Linked DNA regions of Cricetulus griseus: region 1 is linked to region 2. Evidence: chromatin contacts called from public Hi-C data. All regions are on one chromosome and are shown on one strand. The core of a region is the stretch at or near the end of the contact, and the rest is flanking DNA. Distances in the headings are between cores, read along the strand shown.

What was found. Hi-C and Micro-C count contacts between places; a contact is called where the count stands out from the background.
Region 1: a contact with region 2 is called in a Hi-C map of the CHO-K1 cell line, with 2.2 times the contacts expected there. The contact joins the promoter of Cltc here to the enhancer-like site in region 2. A contact is called at or near these places in 2 of 8 Hi-C or Micro-C datasets (the CHL-YN cell line and the CHO-K1 cell line).

Annotation. Positions count from the first base shown.
Region 1 is chr7:99,995,563-99,999,543 of CriGri-PICRH-1.0, reverse strand. It overlaps Cltc (clathrin heavy chain 1), which reads left to right and starts at 1,512. Exons shown (of 33, transcript XM_027426351.2): 1 at 1,512-1,727. The coding sequence starts at 1,686.
Region 2 is chr7:99,953,705-99,957,873 of CriGri-PICRH-1.0, reverse strand. All of the region lies in intron 14 of Cltc (clathrin heavy chain 1), which reads left to right. Among named protein-coding and RNA genes, the nearest start is that of Ptrh2, 35 kb to the right of the region's middle. Within about 2 kb of position 2,078, at least 2 of the 6 cell types and tissues checked have open chromatin away from gene starts, as enhancers often do. A contact at or near this core is called in the CHO-K1 cell line, where this site is marked.

The DNA of each region.
Region 1 (3,981 bases), core at 263-2,762, 42 kb before region 2:
CTTAATAAAGTGAAATTATGCAAACACAAAGCATCCTACAATATGGTGGCAAGGCTCTTCTTCACAATCATCTCCGACTGCCCTCTTACCTGCCAGTTTCTTCAGTCAGTCTAGGTTTGAAAGACAGTATTTGGGGTGGAAACACTAAAAGCAACTAAAATGACTAAGCAGATTTCTAAGCAAAACTGCTTACACAAAATAATTGTATACCTAGTGAGGTCTTATAGTGTTTAGGTGAAAGGGGCAATGAAAATAATTTTCTCAAGAACTTTCAAGGGAATAAAAAAAAAAAGATGAAAGGCACGGGATTGAATTCTATAATTCTTCCTTATATCGGTGTTATTGTGAAACATTACATCTTACGCTTTATCAAGGGCTCTGGGGCGGCTGCTAATCGCTAATGAACGCTGCAGATACCTTAACGCTGTGGGCAGCCACGGTGCTCCGGGTTTGAAGTGCTTGTATTGCCCACACTGCTACGACAGGCAATGGTCCTACTAACACGTATGACTAGCAGTCAATCCCTCCGCTCCGAGAAAGCCTTTGAGGATCCTTCCTCCAAGCCATCCCCTGATCTAAATAAGACTCATGATCTGACGTTGCTGGACCCTCCAAGTCTCGAAGGCCAAGCTGATGTCTACACTAGGTGGGTCTAAATCCACCAAAATGTCCGCGGGAGCGCTCTCCGGGGCCGGCCTCAAGACACTCCTCACATGGCCTTCCTTCACTGTCCTTTGAGGTGGTTTATCTGAGGAACTCGGAAGCCGGCCGGTTCTCCCGGCGTCAGCAGGGCGTGCGTCAGGGAATGGAGCTTGCAGCCCGGCGCGATCCCCCTCCCAGAGGTGTCAGCAACCACCCACTGCGTGAAACCGGGCGGGGGAGGCGCGCCGCAGCCAGCCGCCCGAAGAGCGCTGCGGCGCGGCCCTTTTCCTGAGTCACCCCGGCGCCCACGCCGCGGCCTCCTCCTCAGGCACTCGCTCTCCTCACGCCCCGGCCGCCTCGCCGGCAGGGGGTCCATCCGCCACCTCACCCCCAGAGGCCGCGGCCATCCCCTAACCCTCGCCCTCCGCTCTGGCAGCCGTCAACCGACCCTTCCCTGCCCGCATCACGTGCGCCTGGAAGTGCGTGGGTGGGTCCTACAGCGCCTACGGAAATGACGTCGGTCGCCCCGAGTCGCATGATGTGGCAAAATGTTAAAAAAAAAAAAAAAAAGAGTGGGGGGAGGGGAGGAGGTAGAAACCGGAGCCTGGGGAAAGTGATGAGTCTTAAAAAAGTAGTCCCTCGGCCCCTCTGTTTCCTCGCAGTCGCCGCCGCGAAGAGCGCTCCGCGCACTGCGTCCCTGAATTCCTACGCCCGACCGCGGCGCGGCGCTCGTGGAAGGCTACATAAGGCGGAGGGGGTGAGGAGGCTGGGCGGAGTTCTGCCCCGGGATCCTTCCGCAGGGCTCAGCCGTTTCCGGAGTCTGCGCTGCTCCCGGTTCCGCCATTGCGGCTCTCCCGGCCCCTGGAGCCTCCGCCCCCGACCCAAGCTCTTTCGTCTGCCTGCCAGTTTCCTGCGTCCCCGGAGAGTATCCTGCTGAGCCCAGCCTCCCCCCCTTCCCCTTCTCCTCCTCTCCCTTGGAGAGCCCGGGCAGGCACTGCCCCGTAGCCCAGTGACAGGAGGAGACCATACCCCCCGACAGCGCCATGGCCCAGATTCTGCCAATTCGTTTTCAGGAGCATCTCCAGGTGTGTGTGGGTCGGGGCTGCCGAGGGCCTTTTCGTGGGTAGAGGCAAAGAAGGAGCCGGCGGCCCGGCCCGAAAGGGATCGAGGGGAGGCGGGGGGGGGGGTTGGTATTTGGCGTTAGATAGAGGAAGGGACACTGTCTTAAAAGCTTAAAGGGTTAAGTGATATTAGACTAGGATGGAAATGACGAATCGGAGTGCAAAGGGCGGCGAGGCCAGGCCTTACGTCTGACGGCCTCTTATTCTGCTTCCTGAATTGCAAGAATTGCACATACTAGACTCGACTCCCTTCCCATTTCACTCAGTTCATTCATTTGGGTAGGGGGTATGTGGGAGAGATTCTCGCACGTTTCTTCCGGAGCGAGAATTCTCGTTAACCCTGGGCTGGTGCAGGGCTGTCACCTTCCCTTGGTTTATTCCCGTTTCCACACCTAGTCTGCACCCAGAAATTGTGTGTCGGGTGGGTTGGGGAGGAGCAACCTTTTTCATCCTCCCTCTGCAGTTCACAACTGAGAAAGGCACCTTGGGGTAGGGGTAGGCAGTGGCTTGTGTCTTGTCTTCCCTGAATCTATAAGGAACCGAACGAAGGTCACTCACTGCAGGAACAGAAAGAAGATAGAATAGAGGGGCGGCTAGGGGCGGTGTCAGCCTCTGGGTGCCTGGGGTCAAGGTCCCAAGGGGAACGCGCATATTTTTCCTTTCTTGGTTTCTTCGTAGGGTGGTGTAGCTCTTAGCGTCACTTGGATTCTAGAAGGCAGGGAGAGTTATTTAGAGGTTATTTGTGGCCTTTTGGAATCTAGCAGGTAGTACAGTCTCACAGGACTGTGTGGAATTCAGCAGAGCCTGGTAGTAAATGCATACCTGCTCTGAGTCAGTACCAGACCAGTTGATCTGTAACTGGCTTCTTTTTAGTAGGTTGGGCGACCCCCCCACCCCCAACTGTGCCTTATCCTGGAGTTAATACACCATTGTCTAACCTGGCAGCATGCCAACGGTTGGCCTAGGCAGGTGACCATTGGAGGGCTTCGCTGAATTAAGCTTCTTCCGAACTGCTGATTTTCCTGATTCACTTGTCCTGACTCTTTAACATTATTCATTCATATCAAGTTATCACCCCCAACCCCCCCCGCAAATATCCCTGTGAAGAAGCTTGCTTTCAGGTCTGACTTCTAAAGGGCTAATTTCTGAAGGAAGACGCAATGGTCCAATGCAAATAATTCATCTGTTTTGGCAATAAGACCACAATTTTGCAAAAGTCTGAAAAATGGCAATGCTGATCAAGAAGTGAATTTTTGTCCTCAGTTCAAACTTGTTTTGGGTCCCTCTGTTAAAAAACGAATATGAAGAGTTAGTGACTTCACATTGTTCCTGAATCCTAGTGGACAATGGGCTTGTCTGCAGTAAAGTGCACCAAAAATAACCTTTCTGCAAGCATGTTTATAAACCATACACAAGAGAAGCAAAGGCAGTTGCTAATCGTTTCACATGACCTGTGGTTTGTCCCTTGGTAAATCTTATTTGTTGGTCATTGGTGATTTGAGTAATAGGTTTTCATTTTTAATAAATAACAAGAATTGTTGAATGGTCCTACAGATTGGAATCCAAACTTGTCCCTAATTAAAATAAATTTAATGCAGGTGTGGCATGTGAGGAACAATTTCTGCAAATAATTGAAACTGTTTCCTTCTCAAATGTGAAGCTTTTGAATATTTACAAAATAGCTTTACAAGTATTCTTGAAGGTCTCTGACATTTATTTTTTGTAGGATCATATTCCACTTTAAGCTTATGCTTGGCTGGTAGGATTCCACTCCAGTAGATAGTGACCAATTGCACCAAAAGTCCCAAACACCATTCTCTTCCAGGATAATGTATCTCCTGACCTCAGGTTTTTAGCCCCTCTTTTAACGCATTATTGCAAGGGTTATTTCAGTTGTCATCTTAAGTCTTTGATTTCCAAGCCTCTGCCATTCTGCTTAGTAGAAAACAGTTTTCTAAAACACATAGAAGAACTGTAAATGAGGAACTAGAGAGTGTAGTGTTAACTTGTGAAACTTAACAGCAAACTCTTAAGTTTATGTTAAACTTTTCTTTAAATTTTATTTTTATTTTATGAACATTAGTGTTTTGCCTGTCCGTGTGAGGGTGTCAGGTCCCCTGGAACTGGAGTTTCAGGCAGTTGTAAGCTGCCATGTGGGTGCTTGGAATTGAATCTGGATCCTTTGGAAGAGCAATCATTGCTCTTAACCACTGAGCCA
Region 2 (4,169 bases), core at 829-3,328:
TCTTTCTTTCTTTCTTTCTTTCTTTCTTTCTTTCTTTCTTTCTTTCTTTCTTTCTTTCTTCCTGTCTTCCTCTCTTCCTCTTTTCCTCTCTTCCTCTCTTTCTCTCTTTCTCTCTTTATTGGTTTTTCGAGACAGGGTTTCTCTGTGCCTTTGGAGGCTGTCCTGGAGCTAGCTCTTGTCGACCAGGCTGGTCTCAAACTCTCAGAGATCTACCTGCCTTTGCGTCCCCAGTGCTGGGATTAAAGGAGTGTGCCACCACCACCCAGCTTCTTTTTTGTTTCTTTAGGCCCAATTTTTGTTTTATTTTATTTTGTTTTTATTTTATTTTGATTACTGCCTTTTAAATTTTTTGTCTGGGTAACGTGATGTTCGTACTAGGTAGTTTCGTCCTGTCACGTGAGTCCCAGGGATCAGACTCAGATCACCTTTTCAGCAAACACCCTTATCCTTTGAGCCATCTTAACATAGCCCCCTTCCTAGTTTTTTGAGAATGTAATCTCACTTCACAGTGTCTAGGCTGGCCTTGCCTCATTTTCCAGAATGCTGAGGTTATAGGTGACAAACCACATCCATCATTCCTGGCTTAGCTTTCCTTTCTTTTACTGTCTCTTGCTCTGTTTAAAACCATTATTTATGCTTTCATTTTGTGTTGGTGGTGGTGTTCCTGTGCCTACGCAAGTACGTGGAGGTCAGAGGTCAGCTCTTAGGAGTCAGTACTGTCTTTGCATGATGGAGTCCTGGGTCTAGAGCTCAGATAGTTAATCTCGGTGGCAAGCACCTTTACCTACTGAGCCATCTTGCCAGCTCCTCACTTAGATTTTTTTTTTTTTTTTATCAGTTTACCTTTGGTATCATTTTCAGGATCCTTTATTGTATGCTAAGAAAATATCCAGGTTTATTTCTAGCATCAAATTTGCCTGAGTTTAGTTTTCTTTTGAAAATATTAATCATATATAATTCATAAATCAAGAGGTGTTGAGAAATCTTGGTTTTGTGACGCCTGAATTCTGTTGGAAAGAAGTAAAGACTATCTGTGCTGGAGTGAAAAATGATACATTAAAGGATGCTAAGTTTTAGAGTGTAGTTAAGGACTGTTAATTTATTTAGTATTTAACTTTGCTTGTTAGCAGTATGCTCAGGCCTACCAGTAATTTTGGGGGGAAAAATAATAATTTGTAGCTATCTATGAAAAACCAGGAAAACTGTAAAACTCACAGAGTACCATTTTCCCACTGTCACACATATGTAAATGTTTTACTTTTGTCTACTGGGAGAATTCTAGATTGAGCAGAAACCATTTTTATATGAGAATTGCATTTCCACCTCTCTAGCTATTATCACTTGGAGATAGTTCATAGCTGTATAGTTAGTTCTCTTGAATTGATCTCTGTGTCACATAGCTGAACCCATAGGGGTTTTTAATGTAACAAAATAGTCAGTGCTGAAATTGTCTTACATTGTACAATTAAAGATACACTTTATAAGTCACATTTTATCCCATGTGACTTTTCTGGGGAGCCTAGCTAGCATGATAATCCCAAAAATCAAGCTTTCTAGGTAGGGTTCCCAAGCAACCTCCCAAATGCAAGGAGTCGTCGGTCTGTGCTGCTAGTGCACCCACACCATCTCACAGGATGAGGCTCACTTCCTCCTGAGTATCTACTTCTGTTTTTTGTTTTTGTTTTTAAATACAATCAGATTCTTAGTTGAATTTATTTTTGTAATTAAACTCATCTTTTCTTTTAATTTCTCTTCAGCCTTGGGAAGTAATGTTTGAGTTGTCTTTTATGTTAAAACAGGTAAACTTAACGTCATAGCAACTTAAGTACGGCATTCTCAAGTTTAAAAAACAACATTTATAGCCAGACGGTGATGGTGCATGCCTTTGATCCCAGAGACAGGCCATCCATCCTTGCCTCTCTTGAGTTCCAGGACTGGCTCCAAAGCAACACAGAGAAACCCTGTCTCAAAAAATCTCAAAATTTAAGCCAGATATGGCAAACTGTAGTGTGGAACTATTTTCAGACCCATGATCTACTCCTTGCTCCCTTTATCTTACTTTATAACACGCTTTGTCTCCTGGAATTGCCCCAGTTTTCCTGGGTGACTCACTGCTCTGGAACTAGCGTGTTGGAAGCTTGGCATCTGCCCCAGACCATTTTTTTCTAAGACCTTCATAACTTATTCCTTGACCTTTGCTTTCTGATCAAATGTCATGGAGGTTTTTCTCAAGTTACTCGACCTAAAATAGAAACTACTAGAGCTAGGGAAATAGCTCAGTCAGTAAAGTGCTTGTCATGCAAGCATGAGGGCCTGAGGCAGATCCCAAACCCAAGTGAAAATATTGGATGTAATACCTCATGCTTGTAAGCCTTAGCAAGGTGGATCCCTTGGTGAGCTCCAAGCCAATGAAAAGACTGTCTTAAGTGAGGTGAATAGTGTTCCTGAGGAATGTCACCTGAAGTCCTCTAGCCTCTAGATGGGCAAACAATAGAATATCTTTACTAGTTCCTCTTCTTGTCCTGCTTCATTGTCACTCTAATGCCCTGTGCTCTGAAGGAAGCCTGTCTCTCCTCACCCCGTGGCAGTGTTCTTGAGACACAGGACCATTTACTTAAGAGCCTGATACATAAGTACTCGGCAAATCATTGTTACCTTCATGTTGTAAAAAACCTCTACATGAATTTACACAGTTCCAGTTTTTGTCTTAAAATGGCTGCTAGGAAGAATAATGGTTAATAACTTAGTAAACAGTTGAAAATGTATAGATAACATGGGACCAGAGAGATGGCTTATTAGTTAACAGTGCCTGCTGCTCTTCCAGAGGACTCAAATTCAATCCCCAGAACCCATGTGTCGGGTTCTCACAAACTACCTGTAACCCCAGGGGCATCCAATGCTTCTGGCCTTTTCGCTCTTACATACACGTACACATCACTATACACATAATTAAAAGTAAAATATTTGGAAATGTACAGCATTACATTTTATGCACGTTATGAAGGTTTAGACAAACAAGAAAATGCCACAGTTCTTGTTAAGAATGAAATAGCTAAGTGATTTGCTTGTATGTTATTCCACTAAGTGATGAAGCTTGTGTTTTATGTGCACAGAGATTCACTGAATTTTTTTAATGTTTATTTAGGAGGGAAAGTTGGCCTAGAAACTTTGCATTTGTAGAAGCAGACATCCTTTCTAGAAATAATTGAAGCAGCTGTTAGTAGTGTTTTCATTTTTTGAAATGCTCATACACTGACTTTCCTTAATGTGAACAGCCTGTAACTGAACTTTGACTTCAAATTTATAGCCATTTTTATTCTTTCAATTTAGCTTAGCTCACAAATTTTTTTGATATTTTCTGAAGCTTTCATGGATTAAGCTTCATGTGATTTATAATTGGGTAGCTAGAGTCTAATCTTAACCATTTGAATTGTCTGGGAACATTGATCAGTGGTAGAATACTTTTCTAGCCTAATCCCAATACTGGAGGGGAAAATCAAAAGACAAAAGAACCATTTTATTCTAACCCTAAAAAGATTTGGCTACCATTGGGAAAAGTCCTATCCTGCTTAGTTTCTGCTGCCTTAGTTGACTCTTAGAGGAATCATTTATTGAGGGATGTGTCACTGTGTGTAAATGAATTCCTGATGGAAACTGTTGTTTTTTGTGCTGTACCTTATGTCTGTGGAATATAACAGGACATGTATCAGGTAATTGCCCCACACAGGTCTTACCCTTCCCTGTCTATAAAACCTCTGTCAATATAAGTAGGACTGTAGCTTCATCTTTGTAATGATGAAAGCAGTTGGCAATTTAAAGATGTCTTTTCTTTAAATTCTATGTTGTGTTTAATTCATGGCCTTTATCACAGTGCTCTTTGTAGACTTAATTATAGTAGATTGTTAGAGCCTGGGGTATAGCTTGGTATTGGGGAGGACTAGAGAAGAAATCATTAGTTTGAAACAAATGTGAGCTTTTGTACCACCTGTGTGAGGATAGTGACTAAACCAATCGACAAATTCAGCTGAACTATTTATTATAAAAGTCCCAGTGTAGTGATTTTAAAACCTGTGTACTTCTGCTGGTGGCTCACAAATCTTAATTTGTTAATTTTTTTTTTTTTTTTTTAATTACGGATGTGTGGGAAGGTCGTGGCGTTTGCTTGTGAA